4 separate regions of the Mus musculus genome follow, and all the other regions are linked to region 4. Evidence: chromatin contacts called from public promoter capture Hi-C data. All regions are on one chromosome and are shown on one strand. The core of a region is the stretch at or near the end of the contact, and the rest is flanking DNA. Distances in the headings are between cores, read along the strand shown.

The links. Promoter capture Hi-C pulls out the DNA fragments that hold promoters and counts their contacts.
Region 1: a contact with region 4 is called in a promoter capture Hi-C map of second pharyngeal arch cranial neural crest, with 3 times the contacts expected there. The contact joins the enhancer-like site here to the promoter of Tmem144 in region 4. A contact is called at or near these places in 6 of 39 promoter capture datasets (the 3T3-L1 cell line, 3T3-L1-derived adipocytes, cranial neural crest and 3 more), 1 of 15 datasets of contacts at CTCF or cohesin (the NIH/3T3 cell line) and 2 of 115 datasets of contacts at active chromatin or transcription factors (embryonic forebrain and large pre-B cells).
Region 2: a promoter capture Hi-C map of stem cell-derived epiblast-like cells shows a contact between it and region 4, with 4 times the contacts expected there. The contact joins the enhancer-like site here to the promoter of Tmem144 in region 4. A contact is called at or near these places in 4 of 39 promoter capture datasets (cranial neural crest, embryonic stem cells, maxillary cranial neural crest and 1 more), 1 of 15 datasets of contacts at CTCF or cohesin (the NIH/3T3 cell line) and 1 of 115 datasets of contacts at active chromatin or transcription factors (embryonic limb bud).
Region 3: a promoter capture Hi-C map of cranial neural crest shows a contact between it and region 4. The contact joins the enhancer-like site here to the promoter of Tmem144 in region 4. A contact is called at or near these places in 1 of 39 promoter capture datasets (cranial neural crest), 2 of 15 datasets of contacts at CTCF or cohesin (large pre-B cells and pro-B cells), 2 of 484 Hi-C or Micro-C datasets (cumulus cells and embryonic fibroblasts), 1 of 115 datasets of contacts at active chromatin or transcription factors (large pre-B cells) and 1 of 9 other capture datasets (liver).

The regions. Positions count from the first base shown.
Region 1 is chr3:80,957,257-80,961,730 of GRCm38.p6, forward strand. No RefSeq gene overlaps it. Among named protein-coding and RNA genes, the nearest start is that of Gm29808, 32 kb to the right of the region's middle. Within about 2 kb of position 2,510, at least 63 of the 459 cell types and tissues checked have an H3K27ac peak or open chromatin away from gene starts, as enhancers often do. A contact at or near this core is called in second pharyngeal arch cranial neural crest, where this site is marked.
Region 2 is chr3:81,834,213-81,838,535 of GRCm38.p6, forward strand. No RefSeq gene overlaps it. Among named protein-coding and RNA genes, the nearest start is that of A830029E22Rik, 34 kb to the left of the region's middle. Within about 2 kb of position 1,284, at least 56 of the 459 cell types and tissues checked have an H3K27ac peak or open chromatin away from gene starts, as enhancers often do. A contact at or near this core is called in embryonic stem cells and stem cell-derived epiblast-like cells, where this site is marked.
Region 3 is chr3:81,781,677-81,785,970 of GRCm38.p6, forward strand. No RefSeq gene overlaps it. Among named protein-coding and RNA genes, the nearest start is that of A830029E22Rik, 18 kb to the right of the region's middle. Within about 2 kb of position 1,510, at least 126 of the 459 cell types and tissues checked have an H3K27ac peak or open chromatin away from gene starts, as enhancers often do. A contact at or near this core is called in embryonic fibroblasts, where this site is marked.
Region 4 is chr3:79,841,616-79,845,713 of GRCm38.p6, forward strand. It overlaps Tmem144 (transmembrane protein 144), which reads right to left and starts at 1,294. Exons shown (of 12, transcript NM_001379543.1): 1 at 1,156-1,294.

The sequences.
Region 1 (4,474 bases), core at 1,260-3,759, 1.1 Mb after region 4:
CCATTCATGTAATAAACTGTAGTCATCCCATTGCAAATGTTAAATTAACTTTGCATATGGAATGACCTCATCTGGTATTGGAATTTATATAATTGTAAAACATGCTGAATTGCATTTATGCCCAAGAGTGGGCTGTAACTTCCTTTGTAATTTCCTTACTAGGATTTGGAATCAAGATTTGAATATTAACCTAATAAAAAAAGGAACCATGCCTGCTGTGGTGGCTATTCTTGGTTGTGAACTTGACCACATCTGGAATTAACAAACCCAAGCAGCTGGGTATACCTGTGAGGGATATTTTTTTTGTAATTAAATCATTTAAAGTGGGGAGACTCACTTTGAATCAGGACCTTTGAAGTGGGAATATGTACCTTTAATCCAGATCATTGGAGGTGGGAAGGTCCTCCTTTAACCCGGGCTACATCTTCTGTTGGTAGCCTATATAAAGGGCAAAGAATAAGGAAATTGACTCTGTCTGCTTGTTTTCATTCTTGCTGGCAAGTTTTATGCCTTCACTGGAATCAGAGCCTACTTTCCAGGATTCCAGAATATACTGAAGACCAGTGAAGACATCTAGCCTCTTGGCCTAAGCAATTACTAGATTCTTGGACCTTCTGTTTTTAGGCAGCAGCTGTTGGACTAGCTAGACCACAGTTTGTAAGCCACTCTAATAAATTCCCTTCATACACACACACACACACACACACACACACACACACACACACAGATACACACACACACACACACACACATACATTCTGCCATGTTTGTTCCTCTAGAGAACCCTGACTAAGACACTTCTTTTTCTGTTTTCTGACAGAATTATATCTAACTGGTCGTGGTTCTTATTTATATTAATTCTTTGAATATTTATGAAGATATGCTAGCAATTGTATATTGGGGGTTGGGATTTTCATTGTAGGAAGGGATTTGGATACTATATTTAATTTTTCCCGTTAAACTGGATAATGTTTGTCCTGTAGTCTCTGAATAATTATTGGATATGTCTATGTACCAAACGATGTATCCAAAGCATGTTAGGAACCCTTTGACCTGAGTTTATGGTAATGGAACAAGGTAAGAAATGTGTGTTCTTATAGAATTCACATTTTGAAGGGGAGACAGATTTTCCAGCAATACAGCAATAAATACAATATTTCAGTTATGATTAATTCTAAGTAGATGTTTCTATTGCCATGGGAGTGGAAAAGTTGAAAATGGAAAGCTTTGATTTAATCTAGATATATTAGGAGTGTTTTTTATGAGTAATTTATATAAATTATTGTGTTTTCAACTTGAATTTAAGCCATTCCTTTCGTTTTTAAAATATATTCTTAATGTAGTTGTTCTTTTCTGTGCTACACTTCTACCTTGGACTCTGAATGCAATTATATCTCTAGTTCAGTACAAAATATCCTGATTACAAGAGAAACCCTGTTTTCTATGTGTCCTACCATTGGGACAGCTGATTTCATTATCTTGGCTGCCATTGCCTCTCCCTACCACATGGTGTCTCTGTTGACAACTGGACAGCCATAGCCACTGAGCCTTGCACCTCCTAAGAAGGGTGGCATTTTGAAATCAACATTGCAGGGATTTTGAAGTCTTGCTACTGGTTGCTATTAACCATAGCTGTTGGCAGCCATGGCCCAGACTCTGCTAGCACTGTTCGAGAAATATTCCCAGCAGTGTCTTGGCAGATGAGAAACACTATTATAGGCCTATGTAGATTTAGTTAGCTCTTGTATTTCTCAAGACTCTGGGAGTCTTGGATATCTCTTTTTACTGTTTACCGTGGTAAGAGATAACTAACCATTTATTTGGTTTCTAATACCAGCCAAACACAGAAAATACCTATGGATTCCATTTGCTACTAGGGAGAATAATTTGTTCAGAATGATCTGGGAACCTGCTTTCCAATTTCTGGGAGACTTATCCTCCCAGGGATTCCATAGATGACTTTCTAGCATTTCCATCACAGCAAAACAAAGGCAGAATCAAAAACATATAAAAGGTTGTTTTATTAAACCCCTTTTTATTCTAGGTAGCATTGCCAAGGGGGAAGTATTAATTGATTCTAATATTAGAAAAATGCTCATGCATCCAATCATAGCAACCAGACTGTTCCTCGGGGCTTTACCTCTTATTGTTCTTGTCCTTCCTCGATCAATTTCAGTTTGTCTATATCTTTTCAAAAATGCAGTGACCAAAAGTGCCACAATATCCAAATAACTAGCTAGTGAATGCATAATGTAGCACACAGATTGCTTCCAAATGTTCTGCACATTGTTCTGCTTAATAAATTCCAGAATCATAGCGTTGCAGTTTAGTGTTAGCCTCAGGTCTTTCTTGTCTGTGTCCGTAGTCACAACTTCCAATATTTTTATTCCTTTACTACAATTTTATTTTGTTTCAGAATCCAGCATTTTTGTTAATGTCATTTTGACTCTTCTTTGAACATTCCAGAAAAATGCTGAGATTTCCAGATGCCAATATACCTGACGCCCAACCCCTACGCATGTGCTAGTTATTCAGTAGTTTCAAAACTGAGTTCTTTAATAACTACTGTGTAGTTTTCTAAATATATCATAACTCTAATGGAAAAAAGCATCTTTGAGACAATAGGTCACAATGTTCTTCTGATTTTCACAATGTTCTTCTGATCCTGGGAAAAAGTAATTATGTTTTTCTCCCACTTGAGTAAAAATGCAATAATTCTGTTCAAGACAAAAAACAATTCTATGTCCTCCTACAAGTTCTATAAGAACCACTCAATGAAAAAAAAAAACAAAAACAAAAAAACACTTCTTCCTACAATGTGCTATAAGAACAACTCCATTGAAAACACTCTTCCTACAGTGTGCTATAAGAACAATCTACTGCAAAGATATCCTCCTACAATGTGCTATAAAACAACTCCTTTGAAAACAGTGTCCTCCTACAATGTGCTACTACTAAAGAAAGCCTTGGCTTTCATGTCTGAAAGCAAACAGATTGATCCAACATTCCTGAATATCCCTGGTTGTTTCCTAAGCTTCTGTCTGTAAATTTTAAAGCATATTGCACTGTTTTAAAAACAAAATAAATTCAATTTGCTCATCTAAAAGTCACAGAATCAAGTATAGCCAGGAAGCTTAAATTTTATTGGCAGTCATTAAATAAGCACCACAATAAGTAATGTGGAGCTTAGGCAATTTTTAAAGAGATTCATCCAAAATCAATGATCAAAATTAAATTAACAACTAGTTAATGGTTGTAAATTATAAGGTCCTTTTTTTCTCCATACAACGCTGTCTCTACACTTCACACATCAATTTGATGTGAAATTTAAATAATACAGTTAATATACATTGCCAATTACTCCTTTGTGGGTATGGTATATTTTTACCCTTCAGTGAGCTCCAAATTAGCACTTCAACAAAGGGTCTTGTGGAAGTGGAATTGAGAGTCAGCAAATTATTTAGCTAGGATTTCCTGCTCACTAGCTTCGAATGACGTCCACCTATGAAGAATCCAAAGGGAGTCTAGGAAGTAGGACAGACTTGTGACTCTCCTCTGCCACCAACACTGAGAACTGTAGCAGGTTTCATCATTCAGCTTTTTCTACTTCCTGCTTCTGCTCAATGATACAAATGGCAGTCATGAAGTGTCCTGCCTTGTCGTCTCTTTGAATCTCTGGTTATTCTGATCTCTTCCAATTGTTTGCAGCATTGAGGATGGTAGCTAATTCCTCCTATTTCTTTCTGTGGTTTGTCTCAGTGTTTTTCCAAGACGTGGGAAGCAGATCCTGTATTAATACTTCCTACCTCAGATCGCTTGCTCACTCATACCAGAAAGAAATCTGGACTTTTTGTTTCTCTATTCTGAACTTTATACAATTAAATTCAATATTCTTTGATTTGAGAAACAGAGAATGGTGGAAGAATGCTGAAATCAAGTTCTCTAAAAATGGTCAATGCTGAGAGCTGAGGAGTTAGCCTAGAGCAGAATACTTGTCTAATATTCAGGAGGCTTTCCACCTAATCCCAGCACTAATGAGAAAAATAAAATAATAGCTGTTAAAATAGTCAATTGTGGATGCTCACAGTCATCTATTGAATGGAACACAGAGTCCCCAATGAAGAAGCTAGAGAAAGTACCCAAGGAGCTGAAGGAGTCTGCAGCCCCATAGGAGGAACAACAATATGAACTAGCCAGTACCCCCAGAGCACCTGTCTCTAGCTGCCTATGTAGCAGAGGATGGCCTAGTTGGCCATCAATGGGAGAGAGGCCCTTGGTCTTGCAAAGATTCTATGCCCCAGTATAGGGCAGTGCCAGGGCCAGGAAGTGGGAGTGGATGGGTTGGGGAGCAGGGGGGTGGGGAGGGCATAGGGGATTTTCAGAGAGGAAACTAGGAAAGGGGATAGCATTTGAAATGTAAATGAAGAAAACATCTAATAAAAAATAAAGTAAAATAAAATAAAATAAAAATATA
Region 2 (4,323 bases), core at 34-2,533, 2.0 Mb after region 4:
CTCTTCAGCAATGATCCCTGAGCCTTCGGGAGAGGTTGAGTGATACTGATGTGTCATTTAGAGTTGGTTGCTTTACTGTAGGTTTAATAGTAGTGGGTTTCTCTTTATTAATCTCCATCTACTGGATCAAAAGGGAGCTTCTCTGATGAGGGTTTAGAGAGGCATTAATCACTGAAGAGTTAAGACTTTACAGGTTAGTTTATTACTGTATCTATTGACAACACCATTGCACACACGAATTCACAGTTCACAGACAACCTGCACAAGGTCAAGAGAGATAAAGTCCAAGCATGAATGGAGGATGAGCTACAAAACATTTACAGTTTTCAAGGCTAAAATCATGTTTAGACCTATTTCCAGTTAAAATGACAGCTCCTACACATGCATGCAAATAATATTATATGGACTGAGTTGGATATAAATACAATTCACTTATATGGATTTACGTTATATATATAAATATGGATGTAAATTTTACCTATAACATATATAAAAACATATTTATACATATAAGAACATATTTGTAACCTATATTACATATATAAATATATAATATAAAAATATATAAAAACAATTAAAGGAAAAGAAGCTATGGATTTGAGAGAGAAAAGAGGTTGATGGGAGTTGTTAGAGGATGAAAGAGGAAAGGAAAATAATATAATTATACTTTAATCCAAAAATTATTAATTTTAAAAGTGTCCTGTAGAACCAGCTGCTATTATGCATGGGAGAATATTTTATCATATGACGTTGGTGAAGGAGTATGGCAAGATATATATTTTTCAGCTCAGGTATGGGCAAGCAAAAAGCAAACAAGCAAGGTTGTATAAAATGACAATGTAAACAACTCAAAGCAACTTATAAGGCTTATGTTTTGGGAAACCAAACTGTAGGATAGGAAGTTCCTTAGGTGAATGATTCAAAACTATGGTTTCAAAGAACCTTGTAGGTTGCCATGAATCTTCATTAAAATATTTTAACTTAATGGAATATATTAAACTAATCATCCAGAAATACCATGCTCTGATTCAAAGCAAAACTTGTGCATTTTCAAGACTTATTTTTTGAACAATAAAAATAAAGGTAACTTTTACTACCTTTATTTTATGTTATAGGATATATGAACTAACTCCTCGTGCCAAGCCCTACAAATCAAATGTAAATGAGGGTAAAGTGCGGGAGACAAATAGTCTCCTCCCCCCCCCCCCCTCATGTCCAGACAGTCTTGGAGAGGAGCTGTGGGTCTGTGTACCAGAGGCTTTGCACGGAGAACTCTGGCCCTGCCTGGTGTGAGAATTCCAGCGAGGGGAAGCAGTGCAGGCAGGGAGGGGAAGTCCCTTCTGCCAGTTCTGCGGCTGCAGTTGACTCCACCTTGTCTCTGCCATGCCTTCTAGGTTTAAAGATTTCTCCTTGCTGCCCTGCAAGTAGGGCTGGGCCAACAACAGACTGACCAGGCAGTGAGGAGTGCAGCAGAGCTTTAGGCAGCACTTGGGGAGAGCAGACCTTTTCCAAAATGTTACAGCTCTCAGAACAGAAGGCTCAGACGATGGAGTAGTTCTCCTACACTTTTAATCCTTCCGGATAGGATTTTTACATACAGCTTTGGTGTGGGTAAGGGTCTGAAAACAAATGCTTCTCGTTGGTTTGGTATGAGAGCTTTGGGGAAACCTTATTTGCATGTGGGAGGGCTTGGTGCTGCTCTGCGGGGGTGGGGTGGGGAGCTGTAGGAGGCTGTAGCTATGTGAGACAGCACACAGGAGACAGGAACCCAGGAGGCGTGGCTGAACATTTGTCATCCCATGCAGGTGGAAGTCTCCACCCATCTGGTCACCAGGGTTCCAGACCTTTGCTCAACCGGGGACCAGGCTGTCAGTGCACAGCCGACTGCTGCACAAGGAGCTATATCACCTGTGTTGATAATCATGTTAACTCTGAAACCAGCCTTGTAAATGTACCCTCTGCACTCACTCTCTCCAAACAAACTCTTCTCAGTTCAAGGCAGGACAGGATATGATTCTTGCGTGTCTTAAAGATGTTCCCTTTCTCTGCCCCACACCCGGCTTGTATATGGACTTCACTGCTTATTACTGTCTTCTAATTATTTCACACAAATCCCTGCCAAAACCCAGAAACGGCAGACCAAAGCTCATAAAGAATAGCGGGGGACATTTGCAGACTATGAAGGCTCACGTGAACAATTTTACTTTGTGTGTGGATGTGTTTGTGTCGATGCATGTGTATGCGTAGAAAAGTGTCCATGTGCATATCAGTCAGAGGACAACATTGCCTTCGGTTCCCTAGGCACTGTCCACCTTTTACTTGAGATAGGTCTCTCGGTGGCCTAGAAATTTGCCGAATAAGTAACAATAAGTTTCCAGGGATCCAGTGCCTCTACTTCACAAACTGTCATCTCTCCGGTGACACGTGTTTGCTGCTTTGTCTGGGGTTTTAGACAGGGTGTGGCGATCTGGACTCTGGTCCTTATACTTGCAAAGCAGGTATTCTCTCTACTGAGATGCCTTCCCAGGAGGTCTCACTTTAAAGTACATACTTTTGTCAGCTGTATTGGGTGAGGAAATTGAGTGAAACTTGATAACTTCACCCGTTCCAATATGATACTTGAAGACAAAACTGATAGAGCTTTTACAAAATCTCAACTCAAATTTCAACACCAGAAAGGAACAAACTGCACACTCTGGTCTGGTGAAGATAACATAGTTGAATTCCAAAAGAGCCGTGAGTACATAAAAACATTTTCAGCCGTCATGCTGCTTAATCTTTTGTTCCATTGTGGATATTTATATGAATTATGGTAAGCAAAGATAAGAAAAAACTTATCACAGTCATGACTTTTAGTAGAACAGTCAAGAGTTAAGTGATCATCACTGCTGTTCAGTTCTAGAACATTTTCAACATACAGAATGCAAACTCCATCCCAATTAAACAGCAATGACTCATTGCCTCCCTAGCCCTTGGTCATCTTTGGCACACTTACATTTTCTCTGAGTTCTTCTATTCTGGCCACCACACTTAAGACTGATATAGGATGTGTCTTGGTGTCTAGTTTATTTTCCCCCATATGGTTTTCCCAAATGTTGTAAGTTGTTTTTGTAATGTCCACCACAGGTCCACACAGTGAACACTGATCCCCCATCCCATAGTGCTATTAAGAGGTGATGGACTCCACAAGTGGTAGAACCTACAAAGAGGAAATTAAGACATTGTGGATGTGAACTAGCAGGAGATAGCAAGATCTGACCTTTTTTTTCTTCTTCATTTTCTCCCTAGCCAAACCGTGACATAACCAGCTTCCTTGGACATGCATATACAAAGTTCTGTTTGCCTGAAATACAAAGAGCCAACCTATTACACATAGAATAAAGGCTTTTTTTTAAAGTTGAATTGTCTAGGCTTTTTAAAAAATATATATGTATATGTAATAGTGAAAAGGGCACTAGCCAACCAAAGGTCATTCATATGGAGCATGCTTCAGGATTTTATTTATTTTGATGGTTGAACTTTATAAAGTAGTTTTATTTGTAAATACTTTAGTTTTGTCAACAGACAGAATCAAGGGCCCCATGCATGTAAGTGGACTACTACTGAGTTATATCCTCAACCCTCTCTTGCAAATATAATTAAATTATATATACATCATCTGTTGTAACATTTAATTATTTTCCTACATTTTAAGCAAGAGAATTTCGGCAGGCTGGACAGAAGTTCAGACTACTGATGGACATCTATACCTTTTTAAAACAGGGCCTCAGGACCATTATCTTAGAGTCTCTTGTACCAGCTAGGCAACAGTTTCTTCATGGTTGGCTCATGTTGGGAGCTATTAAGACAACACTATTGTCCTGATCTCTGAATTGGGCCTCTCCCCCCGAGAAGAAAAGGGGGTCAAAAGCGGGCCACCAACGCACCGCTCCGAGAACAACCACAGATTGTTCCAGCCCTAAGTCAGCTCCGGATGTCCTGACCTCAAGATGTACCCTGATACCACCAAGTTCCTGCCAAAAGAAAAATTTCCGCTGCCCCATCTCTCCTGCTGAGAAGTACTTCCTCTTTTTCAGCTGCCCCATCCCTCCTGCTGAGGTGCATTTCCCCCGCCCCATTCCTCCTGCTGAAAAGTACTTCCCCTTTTACTTGTGCATTTAAACCTTGAGCCTGGCTAATACAGTGAGACCTTGATGTTACTCAGACTGCTTCCATGTATTGTTCATTGCACAAGGTTCTCGTCTCTCTCTACCCCCCATTTGGTTCTTAGGAGAAGATCCCCTCGAGACCCTCAAATAACTGGACCTACTGGACGAGTCAGGC
Region 3 (4,294 bases), core at 260-2,759, 1.9 Mb after region 4:
TACAATGGGATTTGGCCTGGCCTTAAAAGTGGTTTGTATGCCCAATTAGACACCTTTGGAGACAACTAATTTTCATTATGAGTGGTTATCAATTAGTTATAGCTTCTGGGTTGGAAATGTCAGCTGGACTGCTGGGCATGGTGTCACACGTCTTTAATCCCAGCACTCAGGAGGCAGAGGCAGGCAGATTTCTGAGTTCCAGGCCAGCCTGGTCTACAAAGTGAGTTCCAGGACAGCCAGGGCTACGCAGAGAAACCCTGTCTCGAAAAAGAAACAAAGAAAGAAAGAAAGAAAGAAAGAAAGAAAGAAAGAAAGAAAGAAAGAAGGAGGGAGGGAGGGAGGGAGGGAGGGAGGGAGGGAGGAAGGAAGGAAGGAAGGAAGGAAGGAAGGAAGGAAGGAAGGAAGGAAGGAAGAAGGAAATGTCCGCTGGAAACACAGACGTTATTAAAAAGCGAATTATACAAACTCATAGGTACACATATTTGAATCAGAAGCATCACTCATGGGAAACGTTAAGTTTTGCGTGATTGTGTTTTTTGGCTACCATCTGTTCTTCGAGTTATTTCTGTGTGTGGGATTCACACATCAAAAGTTCTATACAAGGATGCAGTCTTAACACTGTATTCAACGTTGTGCCTGTTCGTTTCCAACAACAGTAAGCTTCACCAGAGAAGCTATATTAGCAAAACTGGCAAACACTAGAAACGGGGCAACCTCCCCTGGAAGGCCAGCCAATGGTCTCTGCTCTGAGCTCATTACTAACTCTTCTCTGGATATACAGTTTTTCAGAACTCTGGATGTACTTTCTCAGTCCCTTTACTAAGTAATTTCTAGATAATTAAACTGATCAAATGATTGTCAGCAACAGGTTTATGAGTACAAGGAAATGCCAAACAAGTAAAGAACTGTGAACAGAAGGCCCTCTCCTGGCGCAGTCCGCATAGTTTTATTCTAATGGGTCATAGTGACTGTAGTGACATGTCTTCTCCCTAGTCCCCAAACTATCACATCACATGGTAAGCTACATGAGGCCCCTGGTTTAGTTCCTTGCGATTCAGAGATGTATAGCAAATAAAGGCTCTTTAAATTATGAATTCTTGTCTCATCCTTGATCTCATTGGGAAACAGATAGAGCAGAGTAGATTTCACTGGAGAAACTCGATATTACGGAGACAATAAGCTATGAGGAATAACTCTAAAGATGTAGTGATAGCATTTAAAGGACGTTGGGCTGCCCACAGGAAGGGCAAACTTGGTCAGGAAAATCCCCTGTTCCATTAGGCCTGAGGCTTGTTTGGGAGGGAGTGGTTACAGCTCCCGGGATGGCAGAAGGGGCTACTGGGGTTTCTGGGTCGAAGCTGGTCCACACTCAGCAGACAGGAAGGAAATGAGCCAGCCTGCTGGGTGCGGGCATTCAGCCCATTAAGCAAAGCCACAGAGGAAGTCCTGGTGCTGCTAACGACTCTAAGCCTGGAGCATTCAGTATCAGTACGCTTCAAGTACAACTTTCTGAAGGTGATCATAGGGCTTGATGTGAGCCTATGAGGTCACCGCGTCCACTGGGTACGTGGCTGGATAAAAAAGCCACCACATGTTCTCACCACACACCCACATCATGTACGGAATAATGCAGCAGAAGCCAGAAGGGTAACGCCAAAGCAAAACTGCTCAGAGGAAAAGCATAAAAGAGAGGAAGAAAGAAAGAAAAAAAAAAAAAATCCCTTTTTTTTCTTCAGCGTGTCTCTTGCGCCCTCTATTGGCAAAGTAGATATCTTGCGGCGTTTACAGAGTTGTTTTGTGTTTGGAAGTGAAATTGGCAGTGTTCTCTCTCGATCCTCACTAGGGGGTCTTGGCTGACACATTTGTAAAGTTAGTCCCTCCATTTTGAAATGGTATTTTTCCTTGTCATCTTGCCCTATCAAATTTGTAAGTCGGAAATTCAGCGTTCCCTTGATGACTCTCCAGCGACTTTCTCCATAGCAAACATCTGCCTCAAATAAACTCTCCTTTTTTCTGTCAACCTCAAACTTATGTCATTATCTGTCCTATGAACGACTATATTTATTCCTTGTGAAAAAAGAGATAAGTGCCTGTAGTTCATGAGACATTTCACTTGGCATTTCAGGTAGATAGATATAATCTGTTTATGTTATTATAATTTAAACTGCACTGTAGAGGTAGAATAACAGCTCTGTCAATTAGAAACATTAGGAATTCCATACAAAAATATTGAAATAATATGATAGTCATGATAAAAATAATGATCACAACAAAAACATTCTTAATAGGAAATTGCTTATAACCTGTCAGTAAGATTAAAACTAGGTAGAGGCTCTCAGGGGTTATCACTTCCAAACAGGGGGGAAAACAATCTCTGAAGTCAAAAGTAAAAATCATTTAAGGCTGTGAAAATTATCTTAAGAATAATAAACATGTGTTTGGAGGGAAGAGGGTCTGTAAAGCCATCCAACCCATGGACCATATTAAGACTCAGAAAACATATTAAAGATGTAGGTATTTTCCGCAAGATCTTTGATATTATTTCCAGTGGTTCCTCGTCTGGCTCCCTTTTGTGAATCTTTTCTGCTAAGCCTCTAATCCAAATCTTGTTCTCCAGGTCTCCTTTTCTATCACAGTCTTGTAACCATTCATCTTTATGTGTTGTTAGAGCCCAGTCCTATCCCCTTCCGAGCTTCCGTCCGAAAGAAGATGCTCAGCCATTCTCTACTCCATTACCTTGTGCTTCACTCTGTGTACCTTTGGGGTGGAGCTCTTTCCGACTCTGAGTCAGCTTGCTTGCTCTGCGGTGTGCTTTGAGGCTACTTGGTGTTTTAGTTAGCTTTTCAAGTACCACAGCACAAACCTTGAGATGGACCTATCAAAAAGCGAAGAGATCTTTATTTTAGCACATTGCTCTGGAGGTTCAAATATAATATCGGGTGGCTCAACTGCCCTTAGCCTCGGATGAGTGTCATGCATCACTATGGACTCGAATACTTTCTGGTCAAGACAGGAAGCAAGGAAAGATGAGAATCCCACAGTACTCTTAGACATATGCAGTCAGTGACTTCAGGAGATCATGCTAGGCCCTGTTATTTTATTTTTAGCATTTCTCAACAGGCCAACCTGGAACCCAAACTCATAACACATGGACTTAGCTGGGAGAAATTTGCGACTAACCCACAAACCTCAAGAACCTGGTAAAGAACTGGAAAATTATAGCATTAGACAATGAGAAATCTGAGCTCCCTGCCACTAGCAAACAGTGGAGACCCTTGCCAACATCCATGAGAAGCAACTATCCCAAACAAATCGTTAAGGTTAATAAAGGCCTAGACATGGTAACTGAAAGGTCATGAGAGTCTGGACGAAAGGGAAAAACCAAGTACAACCTTCCTAGTTTCTAGATACTAAATAGACCAAGAGCTATTCACATGAATGCATAACCAGTCAGGCTTTCCATTGATCTGAAGTTATCTACCAATTAAATTTCACAGGGTTGACCTTAAAAATTATCTAAATACCAAGATATATTTTTACGTTTTTAGTATTTCGTTTATAACAGTTATCTGGAAAGAAATTCCATGTGATATTATGATATATTGGTACAGAAGTCACAAGGTTTGATATTTGTAGAGTTCTACCTGAAAGTGCAATTATGATGTATTAAGAGTCAAAAACAAACTCAATAGACTCAATAGACTCGTATAGACATAGAGACACATACATTTAAACACACAGAAATCTCATACAAACCCAAAGTTAGACATCATAGTATCTACACAAATGGTTTGTAAAGAAAATCAAAACAACAGAAGAACAACAGTACGGAAGCATTAGAAGACAAGGAACCAACCGCCAAATATCCCACTGAGTTTGCTCTATGATGGCCATCTACTGTGACATGTGTTGCCTGGCCTTAAGAGCAGTTTCAATACCTAGTGACACTCCATTGGTAAGAATTAATTTATTTGTGAGAGCTTCCAGTAATAGCTTCTAGATTAAGAATGAAAAATTGTATCTACTTCCTGACTTATTCCTGGGACCTGATCAGAGCCAGACCTGTGTGAGCCCTTGGCTGGTGCCATATTCTCTCTAAATTCATACATGCTTTGGTCCAGCTATGTTTAGAAAGATTTGTTCCTCAAAATAGTCACTTTAATCTAATCACATGAACATTAAAATCTCAGCTCATGCAGGACGCCTATGGGAGGTAGTTCCTAACTGCCCGGGGCGGTTATATCTACCACACTCTTAGGAAGTATATTGATGTTGATTTTTCTTTCAAAGATTG
Region 4 (4,098 bases), core at 44-2,543:
TTTCAGCCTGAATTGGATGAATAATTAGTAGTGCTAATTAGAGCGCATGACCTCATTTGACTGCTGAATCAACTCCAGTCAGTTATTGCCTTAGATAAACGATGTTCGTTTACAGCACACGGCTCCAGAGCATTTCCAAAAGCACATGATCTAATTCCCTGTGAACCAACAATCCCAGACTGCCATAAGGAAGAGTCCATCTCGCGTTAAATCAGTGACATTTCTGTGGTAAAGAGAAGCATCATTACTTTACTGAACATGTATCCCCAACCCTTTTTTCGCACAAACCTAGCCCCAAATTATTCCTCTAAAAATCTTATTTTCAGTCTAGGTTGGTAGCAAGCTAACTTCCGGCACTCAGAAGGCAGAAGCAGGAAGATCTTTGAGATCATCGCCTGCTTGGTTTACATAGCTAGTTCCAGACCATCCAGGACAACACTAGTGTGACCCTGTCTTTAAAAAAGCAAGCAAGCAAACAAAATCCATTATTATTATTATTATTATTATTATTATTATATTTTTTAATAATACGGCATGCTCGGCAAACGCTCTGCTCAGCTATACCCGAACCCCGTTTTTACTTTGTTTGATTTGAGACAGTCTCGCCAAGCTTTTCTAGGCAGACTTTAAACTCGCTTCAGAGCTCAGTCAAGCTTTAAACTTGTGCTAGATCCCTCCCATTCATTTAAAATTTTTTCAAGTTTTAGTTAGACAATAGGACCATAAATATCACGTGGGTCAGGTAGCACGTGACCTGCCCACACGCGTTTACCTTAGACAGATTACCAACCAGGCAGCAGCTATCGAAATAGTTCGTATTTCTCCAAGGTAAAAGCTTTCAACATTCCGTGGAAAAGTCTCAAGTCCAAGGATTCTAAGGTTTACGTGTTAAGTATCCACTTAATATTTTATTAAGCTACATTCATTCTTTCTAAAAAATTTACTACTTTCGTTTCATTACTGGTATATCTGCTTTTTCTCCCGACTACTTTAAAGTTTTAAGCAGCTCCTCCCCTGCGTTTAAGATAGTGCCGGCGCTCGATCAATGCCGCCTGCTCTAGTTTAAAGATTTCATTTCTGGTTTCCTTTAATTTCCTCCAATCTGAGTGCAGCTTCGCCTGTCTCTGGGCTGACGTCACGAGTGCTGGCACTTACTTGCTCTGCGAGTTTTCCCGAGGAGCTGAAGGTTGCAGGGCGGCTCTCAGACCCAGGGGCACCTTAGACTCAGGTGACCTGGTGGGGTCTCACTGCGCTGACTCTTCCCTGGACGCGTGCGGACTTCCTGCCGGAATCTGAAGGGAGACCGGAGTCCCTCCCAGGCGGAGGCTCAGGACACCCTCCCAGCGGAGGGCTGGAGCTCAGTCAGGTGACTAAGGAGTCCTCAGGCCCTCTGTCAGTCAGCGAGTTAACTAGAGAGTGTCGTGCCCCCCCCCCCCCCCCCCCTTTAAAGAAGAGCTCGTTCAGTGAGTAGCAAGTCACCTTCTGCTAAACACCACACCTTTAATTGTGCAGTTTGTGGATGAGACAAAGCCGGAGCTACCTCACACAGTTACAAAATAAATGCTCATTCCATCCCGGTTTGCCTTTGTTGTTAGGCAATCTCTCCTAATTTGCACTCCCAACTCTCATTCCCCCTTTTTAAAGTTGAGACAGCTTATTCCGAAGTTGCCTAGACTGGCTTAACGCTCACTCCACAGCCCAAGTAGACTCTGTGATCCTCCTGCCTCAGCCTCCCATGTAGCTGGAATCATGAGCTTAGACAAATGTAAACAATTAATGTGTGCTACTGTAATGTGAACTAAATGCCTTTGTGGCTTGCTGGCACATTTCAGTAGACAAGGGAGGTGGCTTTATACAAATCCATACACTGGAGTTGCGGAAAATAAAGCTTGGCCCGGGAGGTAATTTCTTTGAAAATAGCTTCCAGGAAGCTTTCCTGTGAAACCAGGCTGTGCATCACGTTCCAGAGCAGTAGCTGTATCCCACCCCACCTAAAGAGCTGTAAGAATCAAGAGCAATGGACAGGAGTGCAGGCTTCGGACATCCGATTGAGATTCAGAGGTAAAAGCAACCACTAGCATATGATGTAGATTTACCTGCCTCTTCTGTAGCTGAAAACCACGTGTGTGTGTGTGTGTGTGTGTGACTGTGTGCGTGCGCGTGTGTGTGTATGTGTGCGCGCACGTCCATATGTGTGTCTGTGTGTGCGCTCGTGTGTGTGTGTGTGTGTGTGTGTGTGTGTGTTTGTGTGTGTGTGTGTTCATCTCTCTCTGTCTCCCTCTCTCCCTCTCTCCCTCTCTCTCTCTCTCTCTCTCTCTCTCTCTCTCTCTCTCTGTGCATGTGTTCGTGTGAGTGTGTGTGTGTGACTGTGTGCGTGTGTGTGTGCGTGCATGTGTGTGTATGTGTGCGCGCGCGTCCATATGTGTCTGTGTGCGCGCTCTTGTGTGTGTGTGTGTGTGTGTGTGTGTGTGTGTGTGTGTGTGTGACAGACCTCTCCTAGACAGCAAGGCTGTCTCTCTAGGCCGGATACTAGCACAGCAGAAGACACAGATGTGAACTTCAAGAAGAGGAAGTGCTAGGTCCTGGCCTAGTCTGAGTTTGAGGCAGGCAGGCCTCTTGGAGTGGATTAAGCTGACACCATCCACTATCTGGTCATGTGAGATTCACAAGAAAGAGAAGAAAAGTGGAGACGTTAGGAGATAAGGTTTCTTGAAAGGAAGCCTTGCTTTTCAACTCTACATCCATCAGAGAACTGCACTGGGAGGCAGAGTATCATGAAGAAAGAAAGAAGGTCATTTTCTTAAGAGAAATGATTAATTTAGTGATTGAAAAAATCGAGAAACTTCCTGTTTATGTGCACACATAAACAGGCAGAGATTTGCTTATTAAGTTTAACTTTATGTACTTTGCAATTAATTTCTTTAAATTTTTCCACATTAAATTAAGGTGTTTTGGCAACAACCATAATGTATATGCAGAGGACCTAACGCAGACCCATGGCAGGCTCTGTAATTGCCGGTTCAATCTCCGTGAGCCTCTATGAGCCCTGCTTAGTTGATTCTGTGGGCCGTGTTCTTGTGTTCCTCTGGTTCCTACAATTCCCCGCCTCTTCCACGGGGTCTCCGGAGCCCAAGGGGAGGAACCCAGTGGAGATCTCCAATTTGGGCTCTATGAAACTAATGTTTGACTGTGGGTCTATGCATCTGTTCCTCTCAGCTGTCAGAGGAAGCCCAACTGAGTATTTCAAACTAAGATAGGTTTGCATACTCTTTAGACATCATCTATTGTACACACAGTAGAAGACACTGTAGGAGGAACTTTTATATGTACTGGGCAAGCAAAACATTCCCATGATTCACGTTGCTACTGTCTTTGCTCTACTGCAGCTGTCTGGAGCAGAGTCAGCACAGTTTCCAAGTTAAGCCAACAGTACACAGACCCAGACTCTTTCCCAAAGATACAGAACATAAACAGAATCTAAGATATCATCACTTTATGACCAAAGAGACCCTGTGGCCACACCCTTCACTATTGTTTTAAACTGATATGAAAAACAGACTCCCTCTGTTGAGAATTCCCTAAAATGTAAACGTATGTTGGAGCTCGTTTCAGGCCTGAGAGCTCTTTCTATGGACATTTCTGTCTAGTGCTTCGCACATCATACTAAAGAGAGCCCTAGCCTGAAAGACTCTGATACAGACTTTTAAAGAGATTGCACCTTTTGCACTAATAACCAAACATAAATGTCTATAATGTAAGATCTAGATTTTAACTTTAGCTTCGTCTGTTAGCACTATTTCTCTAGGAAAGTCACTTTTAGTGTTTAAAAAAAAATTTTTTTTTACTTAGCATACAAAATAATGGACTTTAGTTATGACATTTCATCCATTGACATCCTTGTATCCTAATTATATTCACTCTCCCACTCCTCTTTACTGTCCATCTGATGAGACCAGGAGACAGGAATTGGCAGAACAGTTTGTAGGCAGTTCCAGGAAAGTCCTTGGCTCTCTGGCTGGGAATGTCTAAAGGGAGTTAACTCCTTGTGAACCAGCACCCAGCCCTGGAGCTATACCTGGGGTGGGACTGAAAGTCCAG